Linked DNA regions of Mus musculus: region 2 is linked to region 1. A link is a contact called in public Hi-C data. All regions are on one chromosome and are shown on one strand. Each heading gives the region's core, a stretch centred on a gene start, on an enhancer-like site or on the middle of the called end of the contact. The rest is flanking DNA. Distances are from core to core; before and after follow the strand shown.

Region 1 (4,450 bases), core at 827-3,326:
GCAGGCTGGCCTCAAACTCAGAAATCCACCTGTTTAATGTAATTAGAATTATGGACACAATTATAATATGCTACTTCCAGATTTTTAAAACTCTTCCCTCAATGTTTATTAAATCCAACCATAAATGCTCATTTTTACCCAGTTAACAACCATGACATTTTTAATACTGTTTATGTATTTAGTCAGATAGGATCTTGTTTCGCAGATCGGGATAGCCTAGAACTTGCTATCCCTTCTGCTTCAGCCTTCAGAATTCTGTGAATATAGGCTTTAGCTACTCATGCATGACTCGAATTGTTGGATTTTTTTTAATAAAATAATTTCTTAAGGTTTATGTGTGAGTTCTGCCTGCATGCAAGTCTGTACACCAAGTGCATGCCTGGTGCTTGCAGAGGCCAGAAGAGGGGGACAGATGCCCTAGAATTGGAGTTACAGATAGTTGGAGCTACCATGTGGTTGCTGGGACTGAAGTGAGACCTCTGGAAGGACAGCCAGTGCTCTTAAGGGATGAGCCATCTTTCTAGCCCCTCAAGATATTTTTCAAATAGCTGTCTTCACATACAGGTTTTGAAAAGATTGTGAGTCTTTGAAAATCACATGACCAAAAAAGAAAAAAAAAAACCCAGCAATTGTACATCATATGATAGGTTATTATTTAAATGGCAGGAGATGTCTGACATCTAGAAGGGTGATTTGCCAACAGTGGTGGCGAATGCCTTTAATCCCAGCACGTGGGAGGCAGAGGCAGGCGGATTTCTGAGTTAGAGGCCAGCCTGATCTACAGAATGAGTTCCAGGACAGCCAGGACTACACAGAGAAATTCTGTCTCAAAAAACCAAGAAAGAAAAAAGAAAAAAAAAAAGAAAAAGAAAAAAAGAAAAAAAGAAAAAAATCTGTAATTTACACATAGCACAATACCGTAGACTTACCTCTCCTGTGCGTCCCTTAGAATTCACTTTTCTCCCTCCCTTTCTGAAGCTTTGTAATGTTTTATCTATCTTAAGCCTAGAAAGCAATCAATGAAATTCAAGTAGAAAATCACTGACAGCTCCGAAATGAGGGAATCCAGAGATAAACCACTAGCTATGCAATAAGGAATAGTGAGCGGAGTACATTTTCAGTCTTCATAACGGCGGCCAGGGAATAGAAACACATTTTCCTTGGGGAGAGATTGTGCTAAGGGGACCAGACACAGATACAAAAGATTATTCCTCTCGGGGGTTTATCTTTCTTGACTTCGTGGGACCTAAAACAAAACCAATATAATCCATCACAACCTCCACCCGTTTTATTTTACTTCTTCCGGAACACCATGTAGACCACTTGCCCCCCCCCCCCCCCCAAAAAAAAAGCCTAAAGCAAACTAACTTGGTTAAAGATCTAAAACATTCTGAAAGTTTGGGCGACAAAAGCTGGAACCGACTCCAGACTCTCTCTTAAGTTCTCAGCAGAGCCGAAACAAGATTTCTTAAGGTTTGCAAATAAATCCCTTCAGCTGGACTAAAAACGCACAGAGCCTGGAGCGCTCCCTACAGCTGAGAGCTTGAACCTACCGAGCCCAGAAATCCGGAGTTACCCAAGACGGAGTCCCTCACTCCTTGTGGCGTTTAAGAGAACCAGGTGAAGGTTGGGGTGGAGGGAGGCTGAACCGGCAAAAGGCAGGATTAATCACTTCTCCCAATTGCATCAGCAGCCCCCGCCCTTCCTTCAGAGCACCTCCTATCCTAGAACCTTCGCTACGTACTGCCGCTCCTTCGCCCACCCCCGGCTCCATTATATGCCCTGATACCTCCCCATTATCACCCGCCCTGCCACACTCCCCCCTTTCCTCTTTCCTCCTCCTCCTCCTCCGTCGGGGAAGGAGGAAACCCGAGAGAGGAAACAGGGTGTTGGAGGAAGGGGGCTCCGCGATAAGAGAGGAGGCTCCATTGGCTCCGACACCGTACGGGCGCTTCCCATTGGTCAGGCCCCGCCGGAATCCACGCCCCCTCTGTCCCCGCCCCCGCCCCTCCCCCGCCGGCTCGCGGCCCTCCCCCCGCGCCCCCCGGCCAGCCCCGCGGCGGGGAGGGACCGACAGGGCTTGAGCGGAGAGGCTCCGGCGGTGTCAATGGCTCCTCCTGCCACGGAGCAGCAGCAGCAGCAGCAGCGGCAGCAGCAGCAGCGGCAGCGGCGGCGGCGGCGCTGGGGCTGAGGAGGGAAGGTTCCTTTAAGGAGGAGGAACGACGACGCCTCTTTTGCCCCTATCTCCTCCCTTTTACACTCATTTCCCCTTCGCCGAGGGTGGGGGTGGGGGGGGCGGAGGAGAGAGAAGAGGCCGAAGAAAGAGAAAATTCCTCGCAGGGCGCTCTTTCAGGGGGTGTGGGGGGAGGACGAGGAACGGAGGAGCCGGGCGCCCCCCGCGCGCTCCCGCCCCGCTCGGCTCGCCCTCTCCGAGATCGCCCGTCCGCCCACTCCCCCCGCCGCCGCCGCTGCCGGAGACGCCGCTCGGGAGTCGGCGGGCCCGGCTCGTCTGCTCGGCCGCCGCCGCGCTTCGCCTCGGGCTCCCCAGGCGGACGGACGCCCTTTCTTTCTTTCTCTTGCCCGGCCCGTCTCTCTGTCTGCGTCCCTCGCGGCCGCCCCGCCCGGCGGCCTCGGCCTTGCCCGTGCGCCAGGCCCGGCCGGCGGGCCTCGCTCAAGCTCCGGTGGTGCCCCCAGCCTCCCCGCGGAGCCGGGGGAAGCTCACGCCCGGTGGCCCCCCGGTCCCCGCGTCCCCGGCCGCCCCGCTCCTTCCCGCTCCCCACCCCCTTCCTCCCCGGCCCCGGAGCTCGCGGTGCGTGTGCGCGTGAGTGTGTGTGTCCCTCCGCCAACGCCGCCACCTCAGCCCGGCAAATGAACTCCGTCCGAGCCGCCAACCGGAGACCCAGGCGAGTGTCGCGGCCGCGCCCGGTGCAACAGCAGCAGCAGCAGCCCCCGCAGCAGCCGCCGCCGCAGCCGCCTCAGCAACAGCCGCCGCCGCAGCCGCCCCAGCAGCCGCCGCAGCAGCAGCCCCCGCCGCCGCCGCAGCAGCAGCCCCCGCCGCCGCCCCCGCCGCCTCCGCCGCCGCCTCAGGATCGGAACAACGCCGGCGAGAGGGGTAAGGCCGCGCTCGGGGCCTGGCTGGGCGGGCGGGAGGCCGGGCGGGGGCGGCGGCGGCGGCGGCGGCGCGCCCGGGGTGGGAGACGGAGGCCGAGCGGAGGCGGGTCCCACCGTGCCGCAGTGTTCGCCTGGGCCCGGCCCGGCCGGGCCTGGCCGGCAGGAAAAGCCGCGGCTGCGCGATCCGCCCGGGCTGCGGCTCAGGCCGCGCTTTGTTTGGTTTCGGGGCTGGCACCCTCCGTCCCCACCCCTCCTTGGGGCTTCCCGGCTGGCTCGCCCACCCCACGGGAGTCTGTTCGCGGCCGGGGGCGGGCAGGAGGGTGGGATTTCCCCCCTTTCTGCGCCTGGCTCGATCTGGGCTCCCCCTTTCTCGTGGTAGGTGGGGGGACGGCTGGCTGCGTGGGGCGGTGAGGCTGGCCGGGGAACTTGTTTTCCCCTTCTCTGTGGGCTCCCCCTTGCCCTGGAGGAGGGGGAGAGGAGCGCCGGAGTGGTCCGCCGCGCTGGCTGGGGAACTTGCGTGCCCCCTTCCAGGTCGCAGGGCAGGGGGAGCCTCGGCCCCTCTCTCGACCACAACATCTTTGCTGCACAGTTTGCCTTTAGTTACAGAACCCCGGGGAAGAACCCGTTAAATCAATACCTTTAAATAAATAAATATAGAAGCTATCGGCCATTTCCAGCCCCCTCCCTCGTGTGCAGTGCAGTTACCCTTCCGCTGTGTCGTCCCCCTTTCCTCTCCAACCCACTACGCCACGGTGCTCCCCTCGGTCTCCGGGTGGGTTTGAGCACCCTCGCCGTAGAACGGGCCCCTTGGGATCGTGTGTGTAGCTGTATGTAGACGAGCGCGCGCCCGCGCGCGTGTTGTGACCAAGGCCTAGTGAAATGTGTCATTTGGACCCAACTGTGCTGCGCTGTCTGGTAACCACCATTGTCTAAGGGCTGAGGCTCCCTGGGGTTGGATTCTTGCTTTAGCAAAAATAATGTTCGGTTTTGCTTGAATGATGTGGTTACGTGGAGAGAGGTTTGTGAGATGAGAGTGTTGCACCTTGATCTCCAAACATAACTAGTCTCTTTATTAATGAGCTGCTTGCAGCGGGGTGTAAGTCAGCACGGTATTTTGTGTATGGTTGTTTTAAAGAGGAGAATTGTTAGGAGACATTTTGCGTGTTTTGGTTGGCGGATTAAGGGTAATTTTTACATGCGTTGGTTGTCACACCTCCTTTGATTGAGACTCCGTTTAAATATAATTTTAAAAATTGTACATTCTTTAACTGCTTCATTGTATTTGATCAAAATATTTATCAGATGAAGGAAATTGCTAGAAAAACAGTTTAAAAGGTTT
Region 2 (4,450 bases), core at 1,187-3,686, 46 kb before region 1:
TATACAACACAGAAACACCTGGGAAAGTCAACTCACAAAAGAGCAAGGTTTGTTTGGCTAACGGTTTTGGAGTTTTGGATTGGTGGCCAGTTGGCCATGTTGCTTTTGATCCTGTGATAGAGCAGTACATCATGTCAGGGGAGCATATCTCAAAGTAAGCTGCTGATGGCATGACCAGGACTCAAGGAGGAAAAAGAGGGCAGGGTCAGGCAATTCTCTGTGAGGAAATAGCCCCAACACCCAAAACTGTGCACTTAGCACTTCGGGCTTCACACACACACACACACACACACACACACACACACACACACACACACGAGCTGTAGCGGTCTTCTGTGTTAGGAAGTAAAATGTATGTTACCACTTCTCTGTTATAGATGCTTAACCCACAAGCTATTGTCATGATAGCCCTAGTATAAATATATTTAAATATAAATCTACGTGAGTATCTGTTGAGTATCTATAATTCTCCCTTAAGCATGGACAACCACAACTTACAGGGCAACCTTAGCCATCCTGGAACTCTTGTATTTTGTAGACCAGGCTGGCCTCAAACTTGGATTCCTCTGCCTCTGCCTCCTGAGTGCTGAGAGTAAAAGGTGTGTACCCAATTGGCGTTTGGAAATCTTGATACATATTTCCATTTGCTAAACACAGTTTTCAGAACAGGTGATTTATAATATTACAAACGTGAAAAATAATATTTTTTAACTTTTAAAAATGTCTTATAAATGGGGTTGGAATGAACGAACTCTTTCTTTTCCCTAAATTTCAGCGCTAGGAGTAGAACCCAGGGCCGTGGCCACACTAGGTCGGCGCTCTAGCATGGCGTTACCCAGTATCCTCACCACTAAGTCCTTTTTATAACAGTCCCTCATGCGTTAGATGCGGCTGTGGGTTGTTCCGTGTGAAGATGTCATGGCTCACTCACCCCATGGTGAGCACTTGGGTGGTTTCCCATTAGTATTTTCCCTATAAAGTATCTTTTGGGAAATAAATGCCCACTACTTCTGAGAGTTTCTTAGAAGTGGAATGATTGGGCCCCACATGTTTAGCTTTCATAGATATTGTCAACTGTCCAAAGTGACTTTAACAGTTTCTGCATCTGCAAGGTGTGGAAGTTGCAGTGGCTCTGTGTCAACACTTGGTGCTCTCAGACCTTAAGATTCTAGCTATTCTGGTGACAGGCATATTCTCTGTGCTTGCACGGACCCGTTATTTAGTCCTCCCTTTGTGGTTTTGATATGACTCTCCCCATCTGCTCAGGTCTGCTTATTTTCATACCCACTACGTTGAACGGTATGGAAATATCTCCGTCCACTCTGCAAGTTCCTCTTTTTCACTCTCATAACAGTATTGCTGCATTAACAGAAGTTTTAAGACCTTTAGTGCCGTCACAAATGGCTGGTACTTTTTATAAGACCTGCTGACGTCATCTCTGCCCACTCCAAGCATGTACAGATGCTCCTCTGGGGCCCTTTTCTCTAGTACTTTGTGGTTTACTCTTCTACAATTAGACGTATGTGATCCAGTCAGGCAGAGAGGGGCTCAGATACCTTGTATATTAAACAAATAATGATCTGCCCAGCGCCTCACAATGGCAAGACATCTTTTACAGAATTCCAGACGCACAGCGCCACACCAGGCTTGTGCGCTTGCACAGTGAAATAGTAGCATCTATTTTTTTTTTCCTGATTGCTATGTGCCAGTTCCTCATTGGCAAGCATTTTAACCTTTTATTCATGTTATAAGTACTTTCCCATGTATCATCTGACTTGGACTTATTTATAGTTTCTCTTGCTGTAGAGAAGTATTACATTTTTATGAAATGAAGTGTATTCATGATTTTGCTTACTAACCTTACTCCTATTATTTTTATACCTAGGAAATCTTTTCCTAATCCCCATGAAGTTTAAATATAATGGGAATATTCACAATGTAGATGATATGTAACCACATGAATGTAAATATTATTTCCTATAATATATCCAAAACCCTTCATTTTCTAGAATAAAGGAATTGAAATTCAAGCCTAAAGGTGGAGAGAATATGTCTGAATTTTAAATTGCAACTTCTGGCAAAGTGTTGGCTGTCTTCCTTAAATCCCACCAGCACAGCTCTTTTATCTCAGGTAGAAAAGAATGTTCCCACCTGTAGCTATGGAGCAAAAATGGCTGTGGTGACTTATAGGGGACCTCAGACCCACAGTCATGCCAAGAAAACAAGCAGAACGTAATGACAGCTAATTCAGGGTAATGAGGACAGAGCTAAGGACTTTCTTTGATGGGAGCAAGGGTAGGAGGTCAGCGGAAGTCCCATCCCCCACTTCTACCCTGCCCCGGAACTCTGTGTGGGGGAAGGTGGGTAGAATACACCCTGGAAAGCCCATTTTGGGTGAAACTTGGTGACAAAGCTTTCTGTGTTGCCACACCTGCTGGGGTGGAACTTCCTACTGAGTCACCCGTGCACCCACGAGTAACTCATACTCTCGTATGTGACCCCAGTAAGTTCATGGGTTCACCAGCCGGGGGGGTGAGTGGAATAGCTTGTTTATGCCTGTCACTGTTGTATCTGGGCTGAACAAATGTTTCTTGATATCTCTCCAGAAAAAGTCATGTAATTCACTTTATGGGATTTGTCTGGACAGAGGATTGTCCCAGCCAATGCAGTGGCTTTCTTGTGTCCAGTTTTCCAAGTCTCTGGTTTCAATGACTAGAGCTGAAACTGCCAGCCAGTGGACCTTCGTGCTGCACAAGTTACCAGCGTAGAAGTCACCAGAGTAGTCAAGTACCTGCCAGACAGCAGCTTTCAGCAGCTGTGGCTCATGGGGCTGCCTGGGAACTACCAGTCAAATTAGGTGGTTTTACTGCGCCTGCTCAACACGGTAGTGATCTCATCTCACAGAGTTCTTGCTCACTGCTCTGGAAGCACAGTGAAAAGACCCATAACTTGGCTATTTAAGGTGGGTTTGGTGTTTTGTTTGATTTTGGGTTTTTTTGTTTGTTTTTGTTTTGTTGAGACAGTGTTTCCTTTTTTGTGTAGCCCTGGCTGTCCTGGTAGTTACTCTGTAGACCAGGCTGTCTTTGAACTCCCAGAGATCTGCCTGCCTCTGCCTCCCACCTGCTGGGATTACAGACATGTGCCACCACTGCCCAGCTTGTGATTGTTATAAAAGCAACGCTTTAAGTGACTCTAGAGAGAGGTAGGATAGAAGCCTTGGTGGGGTTGGAAATGTGGTTTTCATTCGGGCTTAATTTTGATCCTGTGCTTGGGTTTTGTTTTTTGGTTTTTTTTTTTTTTTTTTTTTTTCCTTTGCAGGAGAAATAAAGGAAAGGCATAAGCCCCTCTTGGCACAACGTCTGTTGTGTTTAGTTCATGGCCAAAGACAGTTTTATGGGAAAGTCTGCTGTGCGCCAGCAAAGCATTTTCTTTTCCTCCATCCATAGTTTTAAAAACAAAAACATTTAACTAAAATAAAATCTCCCACCTCCCCATGAAAAGAAGGGGGTGGGGGAGAGAAGGAAATCGCAGCAACGTGCTCTAATGCGAAACGTTTCAGATTTTAGTCTTTCCAAAACAAATAACGCAGAGGATTGATCACAGCTATGGGACACTTAAACCTCAGCTTTCTGCTGGTTGATGTCCCGTCCTGCTCTCTTTGGTGGACAGCCAAGAGGACGAACACTGGAAAGGCTGAGAGATGAGCATCTCCTTTGGCTCTCCCAGATGGCTCTCGAAATGCCTAGGGTTTTTGTCTTGTTTTGTTTTGTTTTCTAAAATAAGTCAATTTAGATGGAAGCATATTTTTTTCCTCTCCTTTTCTTAAAAGTATGTTAAATCAGAGGCTGAAGAGAGAGCTCAGCAGTTAACAATGCTTGTTGTTCTTGCAGAGGACCCAGGTTCAGTTCCCAGCACCCAAGGGTGACTTGTAACCATGTGTAACTACAGTTCCAGAGGCGCCAATGTCTGTACTGTGTATTACCTCTGTAGCCATCAGGCACACACACACATACCTGCAGGCAAAGCCCTCATACCCATAAAATAAGTGAACTTTTACGTTTTTAAAGTTATGTTAAGTCATTTCAGCTGTGTTTTAGTTGCTGATTTCTTGATGGGAAGAGACACCATGACAAGGAAACTCTTAGAACTTAGTTGCAAGTTTGCTTACAGTTGCAGAGAGCGAGTCCTTGGATATCACTGTGGGGAGCAGAAGAGCAGTAGGGAGGACATTGTATCTTGATCCTCAGGCAGCAGGGTGGGGATGGGGGAGGGGGGAGCCACGGAGGGAGGGAGGGAGGGAGGGAGGGAGGGAGGGAGGGAGGGGAGAGAGGGAAAGACACAGAGCGAGGGAGGGAGAAAGGGAGGGGAAGGAAGGGAGAGGGGGAGGGAAGGAAAGAGGAAGGGAGAAAGAGAGGTAGAGAGGGAGGGGAAAGGAAGGAGGGAGGGAGGA

Evidence for each region. Hi-C and Micro-C count contacts between places; a contact is called where the count stands out from the background.
Region 2: a Hi-C map of regulatory T cells shows a contact between it and region 1, with 3 times the contacts expected there. The contact joins the enhancer-like site here to the promoter of Fbxo11 in region 1. A contact is called at or near these places in 13 of 39 promoter capture datasets (the 3T3-L1 cell line, 3T3-L1-derived adipocytes, the C10 cell line and 7 more), 3 of 15 datasets of contacts at CTCF or cohesin (CD8 T cells, the G1E-ER4 cell line and pro-B cells), 41 of 484 Hi-C or Micro-C datasets (the 63-12 cell line, B cells, the Ba/F3 cell line and 28 more), 13 of 115 datasets of contacts at active chromatin or transcription factors (the 230-238 cell line, CD8 T cells, the HPC-7 cell line and 8 more) and 2 of 9 other capture datasets (adipose tissue and liver).

What each region holds. Positions count from the first base shown.
Region 1 is chr17:88,063,671-88,068,120 of GRCm38.p6, reverse strand. It overlaps Fbxo11 (F-box protein 11), which reads left to right and starts at 2,076. Exons shown (of 23, transcript NM_001081034.3): 1 at 2,076-3,112. The coding sequence starts at 2,869. Gm45950 (a long non-coding RNA gene) reads right to left here and starts at 1,996. Exons shown (of 2, transcript XR_385899.1): 1 at 1,554-1,996.
Region 2 is chr17:88,110,432-88,114,881 of GRCm38.p6, reverse strand. No RefSeq gene overlaps it. Among named protein-coding and RNA genes, the nearest start is that of Gm4832, 13 kb to the left of the region's middle. Within about 2 kb of position 2,436, at least 139 of the 459 cell types and tissues checked have an H3K27ac peak or open chromatin away from gene starts, as enhancers often do. A contact at or near this core is called in the 230-238 cell line, the 63-12 cell line, B cells and 29 more, where this site is marked.